Linked DNA regions of Sus scrofa: regions 1 and 2 are each linked to region 3. A link is a contact called in public Hi-C data. All regions are on one chromosome and are shown on one strand. The core of a region is the stretch at or near the end of the contact, and the rest is flanking DNA. Distances in the headings are between cores, read along the strand shown. Region 1 holds the start of AKTIP (AKT interacting protein). Region 2 holds the start of RBL2 (retinoblastoma-like protein 2). Region 3 holds the start of CHD9 (chromodomain-helicase-DNA-binding protein 9).

Region 1 (3,612 bases), core at 1,088-3,587, 320 kb before region 3:
GTAGGCCAGCAGCTGCAGCTCTAATTTTATTTTATTTTATTTTTTTGTCTTTTGTCTTTTTGTCTTTCTGTTGTTGTTGTTGTTGTTGTTGCTATTTCTTGGGCCGCTCCCGCGGCATATGGAGGTTCCCAGGCTAGGGGTCCAATCGGAGCTGTAGCCACCGGCCTACGCCAGAGGCACAGCAACGCAGGATCCGAGCCGCGTCTGCAACCTACACCATAGCTCACGGCAACGCCGGATCGTTAACCCACTGAGCAAGGGCAGGGACCGAACCCGCAACCTCATGGTTCCTAGTCGGATTCGTTAACCACTGCGCCACGACGGGAACTCCTGCAGCTCTAATTTTAAAAAGACCCCTGGAAGAAAAGGATCCTTTTTATTTTGCTAGACATTGTCATATCTGAGTGTATCTGGAATGGCAACAGCCATCTTGCTACACCAGCCTGAAAATTCCAGGCACTAGAAGGAAAGCAGTGCCAGAGCCCAGGGTGCTACCACTGTAACCTGCCCTACCACTTGAAGCAAATCCCCTTGCTCTGCAAGCAGGTTTGAGTTGGGTTTTCCAGCACAGGCAGCTGTAAGGATTCTAATAATGTGTCTGAAGGATCCGGTGCTAAATGGGCAGTTTGGTGTAGGCATCTGACACTCAGTGGAGAGGTCTGAGCTGGAAAAATGATGTGAGTCCTTGGCGAAGCTTAGGGAAGGGATGAGATTGCCAAGGAGGAGAGCAGAGGGTGAGATTGGAAAAAAGTTCAGAGGATGATGAGTCTGCCAAGGAGGTTGGGAAGGATTGGGTTAGAGAAGTGCCAAGGGAGACCACCTGTGGCCAGGAGAAAGGATTTCCTGCTTATCTTCCTCTTCATAGTCACTGAGATGAATATTAAGGGCATTAGAGCATTCCTAAGTGTATTCAAACTGGACAAAAGGAAATGGCTCAGGAATGTTTTTCGCTAGAAGAGGAAAGTGGATCTCAGAACCAACCCTTGGGATTAGAGGCGTTTAGCTGCCTGCCATTTCACAAAGAGGTGGTTTTACCAGAATGTTAAAGGCAACCAAAAATTGAACAAGCAACCCGATCAGAGACTATTTGTCCTTTTCTGGGTATAAGACAGAGTTAGGTGGAGACTGGAAGGACATCCCAAGAGACGAGACCATGGTAAGAAAAGGCTTGTAGGTGTGAAAGCCAAGGGCAGCCGTCACAGAATGAGGCTGGAGAGAAACGTGGGAAATGAAATGGGAGTATGGGAACGAGGCCAGCGTGGGGGGTGCCTTGGAAATCAGGCGGGGTGTAGATCTTATTCGTCTGAAATGGCTCCCGTGGAAGGCTTTTGAGCGCCTTTCTAACTTTACAGTTAGCGTGGGTTAGATGTGGTAAAAATATTCCAGATCAAAGAAGGGGTTTGCGAGGTAAAAATAAAAGTTAAAACTCAGAGGACCGGGAGCTATGTTACCACGAGAGAGGGTCTTTAAACTTCAGTGCATACCAGGACCACCAGAGGAGCTTGTGACCAAGGTACTTTGTTGGTACTTCTCCAGATTCGGGTTCTAGAGATTGGGTCCGATATGGACTTTACAAACGCTCTTCTGGCAGTGCTACTGCCAAAGGATGACTTAGTAAGTTTAGCTCCCCATCCTCCGTGTCCCTTCACTCCTCCATTCCTTAGAAACTGGGCGTTTCTCACGGCACACCTGGTGTTCTACTAGGTTCTCCCAACCTGACAGAGACCCCAGCCCCTCCCACTGCAGGACGTCTCAACCCAGGTGGGCAGGACGTGGCGGTCTCCGGCTGCTTGGAGCAGGGGAGCGAACAGGGCGGGCGGCCAGGATGTCGGGAGACTGCCCCGCCCCCAGGCTCCTCTCAGAGGGCTCCTGCCCCGCGCTCCTCCCCGCCCCAGGCTTGGGAAACACCCCGTCACAGCCTTCTTGAAACGCAGTGCGGGCCAAGAACAAACCTTGGGGCTGGTTTCCATGGTGACTGGCGGATGCCGTGACCAATTATGTCCAGGCACTTGTTTCCGCCGCCTCCCTGCCCCCAGGCCGAAACTTCTGTGAGTAAGGGTTCCCTGTTATGTAAGGGGAGGGTCAAGTGCAGCCCCACCCGAGCCGAGCAGATTTGATTGGCAGGCCCTAGTGTCGCCGCCCCAACGCCCCCGGAAGAACGTCCTTGGCGGACAGGTATGGGAGCCACTCGGCGCTGTGAGGCTGGGCGGAAGCTTCCGGGCCCGGGGGTGGTGGGGAGAGAGGGATGAGGGGCGGAGCTCAAGGCCAAGAGCCGGGCGGGGCGGGGAGTAGGCAGGGTCCGGGCTCGCGCTGCGGCCAGAGATGCTGTGGGGCCGCCACGGCGCTCGGCAGCCGGGAACACTGCGTTAAAAGCACCAAGGTGAGGGGCATTGTCAGAACGGTGGTAGGTTCACGAGGGCCGTGGAGCCCTCAAACCCGGGCCACCTGCGTCCCCGGGTCCGGCATTTGCCTACCGTATGGGGGGCTCTCGACTCGCTAGTGACGGAGGCCGAGCTGGGACACGGGGGCGGGGCAGGGCACCTGTCCGCCTTTGCAGATACCTGATGCCCCGGCGGCTGCGGCGACCCGGACTGGCTTTGGGGGCTCTTGGGGAGCTGGGCCGGGCCGGCCTGAGGAGGGCAGGCGGGCCTGACTGGCTCGCCCCGTCCGGGGCCTACCCTCCTCGGGGCCCCGTCCCCACGCCCGGCTCCAACCCGCTCCCAGGTCGGGGGTGGGGGTGGGGTCCGAGTCTCGAGCCCCCAGCTCCCCCGTCCCCGCCAGTGTTTCGCGGGCCTGGGGCCGGCTTCGCCCTATGCTTGCGAGTAGGGCTTTGGCCCCTGCCTTGCATCATCCCGAGACAGGTTTGTCCAGATTCCCTGCATGCGCAGAGATGGGTTTCCGCCCCAGGCGAGGGTTCCCGTCCCGGGTGTCCCAAGGGGCCGGGGTCAAGGCTGTTTTCATCTTTTCCCCGGGTCCTCCTCCTTCGCCCCTTAAGAAAGAATTTAGGGCTGTTCGGGGTCTTGTGCCTGTGTAGGGTCTATGGTACATAGGAGGAACGCACCGCGCATCCCCTAAGTTTTGGTGCGGATCATTCATGTAGGGCTAGCCAAGATAGGGCTTCTCAGCTTTACGTTGTAAAGAAAGGCGCTCGTGTTGATGTACGACCAAAGCAGCACAAAGTCTAAAATTGTTTCGAATGACTAGGACTTGTCCTGTGTTTTCTTCTATCTATGTTACTCCTTTTAGAAACTGCAATACTGCGCCTGGGTAGGGTAGACATCTATTAAGTGGTGAGTTACTCCTGAAAAATGTTTTAAAATTCTCCAGGTGGTTATGTCTTTGCTGGATACATAGGGAGCAGTAGACAGTACCTCTTTTTTAAAGACAGGAGAAGCTGGAAGTCAGTTTTATTTGCTTCTTAAAGGCAAACTTGTTGAATCATTACGTGTTCGACTTGGAAGGGACCTTACAGGTGACTGATCCACCCCAGTAAATTTATATGGTGGTGCACAGTGTATCCCAGGGGATAGGTTCCCCTGTTAAATCAGGTCTGTCCTAGATGTCAGTTGGGTGCTTCATATATTACTCGGGACCTGAGAACCACTGTTGTTT
Region 2 (3,841 bases), core at 1,249-3,748, 270 kb before region 3:
CCATATGCCATGGGTGCAGCCATTAAAAAAAAAAAAAAAAAAAAAAAAAAAAAAAAAAAAAAAGGCCACAGCTAAAAGATTATAGTTCTTGTAATTTATTTTACAAATTTATTGTAAAATATTTTAATAGTGATTTTTTTAAGCCATTAGGAAGATAAATTTTGGTATTTCCTCCAAAATGCCAAACATTCTTTTTCCACCAGTCTTTAATTTGAGAAAATTAACTCAAAAGGCATAAATGATAAATGTAATCAATCAACAGAAAAAGCAGTTTCTACCTCCTCTTTAAAACACCATTTGAACTTTTGTATAATTGATTATAACACTGTTGCTTATCCTCCAAAGAGGAAACTAAGTATTTACATGTTCCATATATAAGATACAAGTCTTGTGTACGTAGCTCTAAATTTAACACCATATAATATTTTATTACCTTTTCATTTTAGAATATCCTTATTTAGAATTCTCCCAATATTACATAAGGATGAGTCATAACCTTTAATAGTAAACACTTTATACAAATGCCCAGTACATTAAAATTTAAGGAGTTCCCATTATGGCTCAGCAGTAATGAACCCAACTAGTATCCATGAGGATGTGGGTTTGATCCCTGGCCTTGCTCAGTGGGTTAAGATCTAGGGTTGCTGTGAGCTGTGGTGTAGGTCGCAGATGCAACTCAGATCTGGCATTGCTGTGGCGTAGGCCACAGCTCCTATTTGACCCCTAATCTGGGAACTTCCATATGCCACGGGTGTGGCCCTAAAAAGCAAAATAAAATAAAATAAAATGTAAATACTTTTTGACAAATAAATAACATATAATGGATACTAACTTAGATGTGGTAAAGGAAAACCATGACCTAGCTTCTAAATTTAGCACTCCATAGGTACAAATGCTCAGAAAATAATAAATAAAGAGAATTCTCATGGTCACTGTGATTTATAAGCTTTTATATTAGTCACACTACAAACTCTAATATAGCTGAGTTACCTCTGCTCTGAACATCTCAGGATTCTGGTTAAAGATACATAGTTTCCCTCAACTGTTCCTTTGCTTACAGTTGGCACAGATTTTCTGCAAGCCACGTATAAGGCACATGCTAACCAATGAAGATCATTTCCCTGTAACATAAAAGAAAACTGATTTTAGTTAAATAACACCTCAGTTAGACCTTCCCATTCTGAGCCTATTCGCCTACTTGCCATAAACTATAAAATAACTTAAGAAAATCATATGGCCTCCTGTTTAAATACCACTCAAACAGGCAGTCAAACAGCAGATAAACAATGTAGACTTCCGTGTCACTTCCCATTGGCCCATAAAGGGGAGGTGCCTACAGAGTAGAGCCTCACTGGCTAGAATGGCCATTTTTCTCCTCTGCAAGCCCCGTCCAAAGAAAGAGACAAAACACACCTTGATCACAGCGACTATAAGAGTCCTGTGCAATGTCTGGGGGGACCAAAAGGTCCCCAAGGTCGCCCCATTTCTGACTTCCTAGAGACGTGAGTCTATATCTAGGCAGGCAGAAAGCTCGTTTCTTTTGCTCTACGGAAGATTCGTCTTTGTTTACACATACATAAACACAGCCCGAAACGTTAACAATGTACTCAAACGGATACACTGCCTGAACGAAAGCAATTTGCTACAAGAGGAAAAGAACTGAAGAAGCCTGGAAACGCAGGCGCTAAAATCGGGTTAATCTCGGTGCGAACGTAGGCAAGTCCCTGCACCCCACCCCCACCCCCCCGAGTATGGTCTTGATCTTGACAACTGCACCTGTTCATTCTGCCAACAAGGTGGTTGTGTTTTTGTAATTGGACTCCAGCCCAACCTCAGCCTCGCAGTGCTACTTTAGGGCAAGGGCTGTTCTCCCTTCGGAACCGGAGAGGGAAGAGCAGCGAGTCAGGGTTCACTTTCCGGACCGTCAAGAGTTTTTCAAGAGCCAGGTTTCCAGAACGAAGCTGCGCAGAGAGGTTTCCCTCCCGGCTCAAGGCTGGGGTCGGCCCGGGGGATCCCCCCGCAGGGCGTCCTAGCCGGGGTGAGATGGGGCCCCGTCCCCGGAGGCGAGGCGCGACCACTAGGCCCAGAAAGCCGCTGGTCTCCTCCCCCGGGCTCACCTCCAGCGTGTAGCTCTCGCTCATGCTCCGGTAGCTGTCCCAGGCCTCCGCCCGCGCCGCCTCGTCCATGTTCAGTCGGCTGCACAGCTCTTCAAACCGTTGCTGGGTCTGAGGGGCTGGCGACCGAGAAGGCTGCGCGGCGTCCTCCGCCTCGCCATCGTCTTCCTCCTCCTCGTCCGAGGCCGCCGCCGCCGGAGGGGGAGGAGGGGGCGGCGGCGACTGGTCGCCTCCCGACGGCATAGTGCACACCTGGGCGGCCGGTCCTCAGGTGAGCCGAGGGCCCGGGCCCGCAGCCATTCAAACCGCAAAGCGCCCGCCTGTCCGCCGCCCGCTTCAAGACTGCGCCGCCGCCAACGGCGCTAGACCTCACGTCGGCACCCGTAGTTCCGAGTGAGGCCTGCTGGGAAATGTAGTCCAGCCCACGGGGATCAAAAATCATATTTTAAAAATCATCTCGTGTCGTCTCCCTCCGGGTTAAATAAAAGGGACTTTTGTATATTTCAGGTACCTCCTCATAGAGAGACCATTTTTGCAGGGCTGTATTGAAGAGAAACCATCCAAGAAACATTGACTTGAGAAGGTGTAGTGTCCAAGATGTCCCCAGAATACCCATCACCTGCGCGTCCTTATCTAAAAAATAAATATTATAGTAAGAGTCTGCCTAAATTCAAATTTAGGGGTCTCTTTTAGTTTTTTACTGTTTTTAAATTTCATGTGAGACTTTCAAGTAATTATTGGATTTTTTTTTTAAGTATTAATTCTTTTTTCCCCATAGGGTGAATTTATCTTCACCTACAGGTGACTGTATTTGTACTATTCTTAGTCACTCCGTTGCTTTAAATTCATTCTTTTATTTTCATTTTGCTATCTCTGTTCAAATCTTTATGAATCCCTATATTTCCAATCCTTATGGATTTACAGGGGGTACAGTATAAAACATTTTCATGCACTAGGAGTCTTAAGGCATTGAAGTTTTGTATGGGGTCACTTCTCTCTCTCTTTCCACTGAATCTCTAAACCCAGCCACCATACTGTGAGGAAGCCCAGGTCCCTTGGAGAAGCCTCTTCTCCAAGAGGAAGCTTTCATCAGTGAAAGGGATGAAAATATTTTATTCCATCACTACTGACATTAGGGGGAAGAACTGGGTTCTGTTTTGATTTGTGCAGAGATGATTGAGGTTTTAAAGGAGAGATGAAGGAGAAGAGATGGTGCGAGAGCAGAGCTCAAGAAAAAAAAGTAGGAAGGATTGGTGAGTATGAATGTGATTAGGCCACCAGGTTCTGCTAGTTGTCAGTTTGTTGAAGTTAGAAGACAGCCCTCCCTGGAGTTCCCATTGTGGCACAGTGGGTTAAGGATCCCTGGCCTTGCTCAGTGGGTTAAGGATCTGGCGTTGCCATGAGCTGTGATGTAGGTCGCAGACACGGCTTGGATCCGGAGTTGCTGTGGCTCTGGTGTAGGCCAGCAGCTACAGCTCCAATTAGACCCCTAGCCTGGGAACCTCCATATGCCGAGGGAAGCGGCCCTAGAAAAGGCAAAAAGACAAAAAAAAAAAAAAAAAGAAGAAGAAGAAGACAATCCTCCCACAGAGACTGGGAGATGAGGCCATATCCTTCCTGATGACTACATTTCAAAGGAATATGTACAGGTCATTAAGAAAAACACCCATGATATGTAAAAGATGCAGTGGGCCCTCAGTCTGCAAAGGTTGTGCATCCACAGGTTC
Region 3 (3,337 bases), core at 457-2,956:
TGACAGCTAGTGTTTACGGAGGAGACACTATAAGCTGCCCTGTGTGAAGTGCTTTTTCTATGTTCTCTCCATCAATAAGGGAAACAGCAGATTATTGCACTTTTTTTTGGTCTTTTTTGTCTTTTTAGGGCTGCACCCGTGGCATATGGAGGTTCCCAGGCTAGGGGTTGAATCGGAGCTACAGCTGCCGGCCTACACCACAGCTATAGCAGCTTGGGATCTGAGCCACATCTGTGACCTACACCACAGCTCACAGCAATGCCAGATTCTTAATCCACTGAGCGAGGCCAGGGATTGAACCTGTGTCCTCATGGATGCTAGTCAGATTTGTTTCGGCTGAGCCATAAAGGGAACGCCCAGATTATTTTACTTTTGCCAGGGGCTCTGGAATCAGACTGCCTGGGTTCAAACACAGGGTCTGCCTCTTATTATTTAACCCTGAGCAAGTCTCTTGGCCTCTCTGAGCACCGGCTCCTCAGCTATGGTGAGGAGTCAGTGTGGCAATGCAGAGAAAGTATTTAGCACAGTGGCCGGCACAAGCAGACCCTGGCGGTCAATCATTCCCACAGCAACTCTCAGACCTTTCTGCTCCACTCCCATTTTGCAGATGAAGAAACTCAGGCGAGGAGTGGATCCATGAGTTTTTCAAGGGTCATCCAGCCCAGGAAGGGCTGGCTCTGGGGACTCCAAGCCCATGCTCACAACCGCTTTGCTGTATGCGCAGCATTTACTAAAATTATAATGGCAGCTCCAGGAGGCCCCCTGAACTTCCTGTGGGATCAGGATAAGGAGAACCCCCCCCCCGCAAGAGTCTTCTTTCATATTCTACATCTGTGTCTTTCTGTTCCCTGTCCACTTTCAAGTTCAACCTCTTTAGAACCAGCCCTGTGGGGAGGGAGGATGTTGGTTTGTTATCTTGGGTTTGACAGCTCAAAGGAGATGTTTCCTGTCAAAGGCATGCTGAAGAAGGAGGAGGAGAAGCAGCAGCAGCATTCTTCGCTGCAACAACTGTCGGCCGCTTTATTTTCTACAATCTTTTTAGATCAAGGGTCCTTAGACTTGATGGCTAGTTGGAATCTCCTGGGAAGCTTTAAATTTCCAGATGCCCAGGCCCCAACTCAGACCACTTACATCTGAGTCTCGGAGGAGGGTGGGGTGAGAGGGAAACGGGGCATCAGTATTTTTCAGTGCTTCCCAAGCGACTCCAACGTGCAGGCAAGTTTGAGAAATGGTGTTTTGGATCTAATGTGCACTCAGCTCCAACGCTGCAGTCGCTTTGGGTAACAGAAACTCTTTTTTTTTTTTTTTTTCCTCCTAGGACTGGCTGTTCGGGAATCTGAGCAGGCTTTCCAGAGGCACCGGCTAGTGGAGGATGTGTGTGTGCGAGAGACCCGGGGTCCTGCTCTGCCTCTAGGCCTGGCTTGGAGATGCCGGGTCTCCGGGTTCCCGCAGGCACCCACACGTGCGGCCGCGGCGACGAGTCTGGTCATCTGCGGAGACGGCCAGCGGGGCTCGGCGGCCGCCACGCTGCCCACCCCAACCACAGAGGTTCGCAGGAGACGCCCGGGGCTCAGGAATCTTACCTTGGCTGCCGGCGCTGCCCTCCAGTTCCCGGAATCCTGGGACTCGGGTTCGATCTGTCGCCGGGCTCGGCGGTCGCTCTCGTCTGCGCCGGAGAGGCGCCCACCAAGAGCTCAGGCGCCACCTAGTGGGCGAGGGGCGGCCGCGCAGGGAATCGGTTGGGAGGTGGGAGCGCAGGCGGATTCAGGCGGAAATGCAGCCCGGGCTTCCCACGTGGGCGGTTTTCCAACAAGCTGCGCACCCCGGGCACACATCCCGGCTGGGTGGGACGGCCTTCACTCCCTGAAGGGCGCTAGGACCTGAACTTGCTGAACTTTCTGTTGGGAGCTCGGAGGGGCAGCCAGACCCTGGCTGCTGGCCTGAGAGCCATCCTGGGATTTTCCTGGCCCGACTCGGGGATCTTAGCCTTTCATCCAGAAGCTTTTCAATTTGGCATAGCCTGCCCTTTAAATATGCTGGGAACATCAGAAGATGCAAGGGACCTGGGTTTCTCTCAAGGCCGGGAGGCCTTTTCTCTACTTCTCTACTAGTAACCCTCTTTTGGCCCTGCCTAACCCCCCTCCACTGCCGCCACCCCCCGTCCCCGCCCCAGCCGTTGCCTTCCTTCCCGGTTCCCTCCAGTCTCTTTGGCTGAACTTCATTAATCGCCCAGTCTGTGTCACATTCTGTAGAGTCTGGAGACACAGGTCCCTTAGGAATTGGCAAGTTGATGTTTATGTTTCTGAACCGGATGCCATTGACATTTTTTTTGGTTGGGGCCATCCTGGCACTGCAGGGCATTTAAGACCCCTAGAATAGCCACCCTTTAGTCACCGAGACAACTAAAACCAACATTTCATATTTCCAATTGTCTCCAGGGTTGGAGGAGCACTGCCCTTGACTGAGCACCTATTAATTGGTTCTCAAGGTCAGGAAGATGGTGGATTATTTTAAATGTGTACATTTCATTTATTTCTTCCTTCAATAAATGTTAACTGAGCACCTACTATGTGCCGCTTTCCTATGCACAAGGGTTATGACGCAGACTTAAGCACCTCAGAATCTCTGCCTTTGTTGAATTCACATTTATGTAACACTTATTAACACTTATTTTTTATTAATTTTTTAGTGATTTTTATTTTTTCCATTATAGATGGTTTACAGTGTCCTGTCAGTTTTCTACTGTACAGCACAGTGATCCAGTCTCTCTCTCTCTCTCTCTCTCTCACACACACACACACACACATACACACACACACACACATGCATATATATACACACATTCTTTTTCTCACATTATCCTCCATCCTGCTCCATCACAAGTGATTAGATATAGTTCCCAGTGCTATACAGCAGGATCTCCTCGCTTATACATTCCATATCAACACTTTTAACACACAAAAATGCAAAGCTATGTGATTGAGTTCTTAAGTACATGATTTTTTTTTCTTTTTTGTCTTCTAGGGCCGCACCCCCAGCACATGGAGGTTCCCAGCCTAGGGGTCTAAGCGGAGCTACAGCTGCTGGCCTACACCACAGCCACAGCAATGCCAGATCCAAGCTGTGTCTGCAACTTGCACCACAGCTCACAGCAACACCAGATTCTTAACCCACTGAGCAAGGCCAAGGATCGAACCCACGACCTCATGGTTCTTAGTCAGATTCGTTAACCACTGAGCCATGATGGGAATTCTCATGATGTTTTTTTCTTTCATTTTTTAGAGTTTTATTGAGGTATAGCTGACTTACAATATTGTGCTGTGGACTTGTTTTTCAA

The links. Hi-C and Micro-C count contacts between places; a contact is called where the count stands out from the background.
Region 1: a Hi-C map of epiblast stem cells shows a contact between it and region 3, with 2.3 times the contacts expected there. The contact joins the promoter of AKTIP here to the promoter of CHD9 in region 3. A contact is called at or near these places in 3 of 47 Hi-C or Micro-C datasets (embryonic fibroblasts, epiblast stem cells and fibroblasts) and 2 of 2 datasets of contacts at active chromatin or transcription factors (alveolar macrophages and skeletal muscle).
Region 2: a Hi-C map of skeletal muscle shows a contact between it and region 3, with 5 times the contacts expected there. The contact joins the promoter of RBL2 here to the promoter of CHD9 in region 3. A contact is called at or near these places in 5 of 47 Hi-C or Micro-C datasets (heart right ventricle, liver, omental adipose tissue and 1 more).

The regions. Positions count from the first base shown.
Region 1 is chr6:31,745,343-31,748,954 of Sscrofa11.1, forward strand. It overlaps AKTIP (AKT interacting protein), which reads left to right and starts at 2,338. Exons shown (of 10, transcript NM_001243463.1): 1 at 2,338-2,380.
Region 2 is chr6:31,799,549-31,803,389 of Sscrofa11.1, forward strand. It overlaps RBL2 (retinoblastoma-like protein 2), which reads right to left and starts at 2,499. Exons shown (of 22, transcript XM_021094168.1): 1 at 2,118-2,499; 2 at 991-1,121. The coding sequence starts at 2,357.
Region 3 is chr6:32,070,269-32,073,605 of Sscrofa11.1, forward strand. CHD9 (chromodomain-helicase-DNA-binding protein 9) reads right to left here and starts at 1,707. Exons shown (of 40, transcript XM_021094174.1): 1 at 1,584-1,707.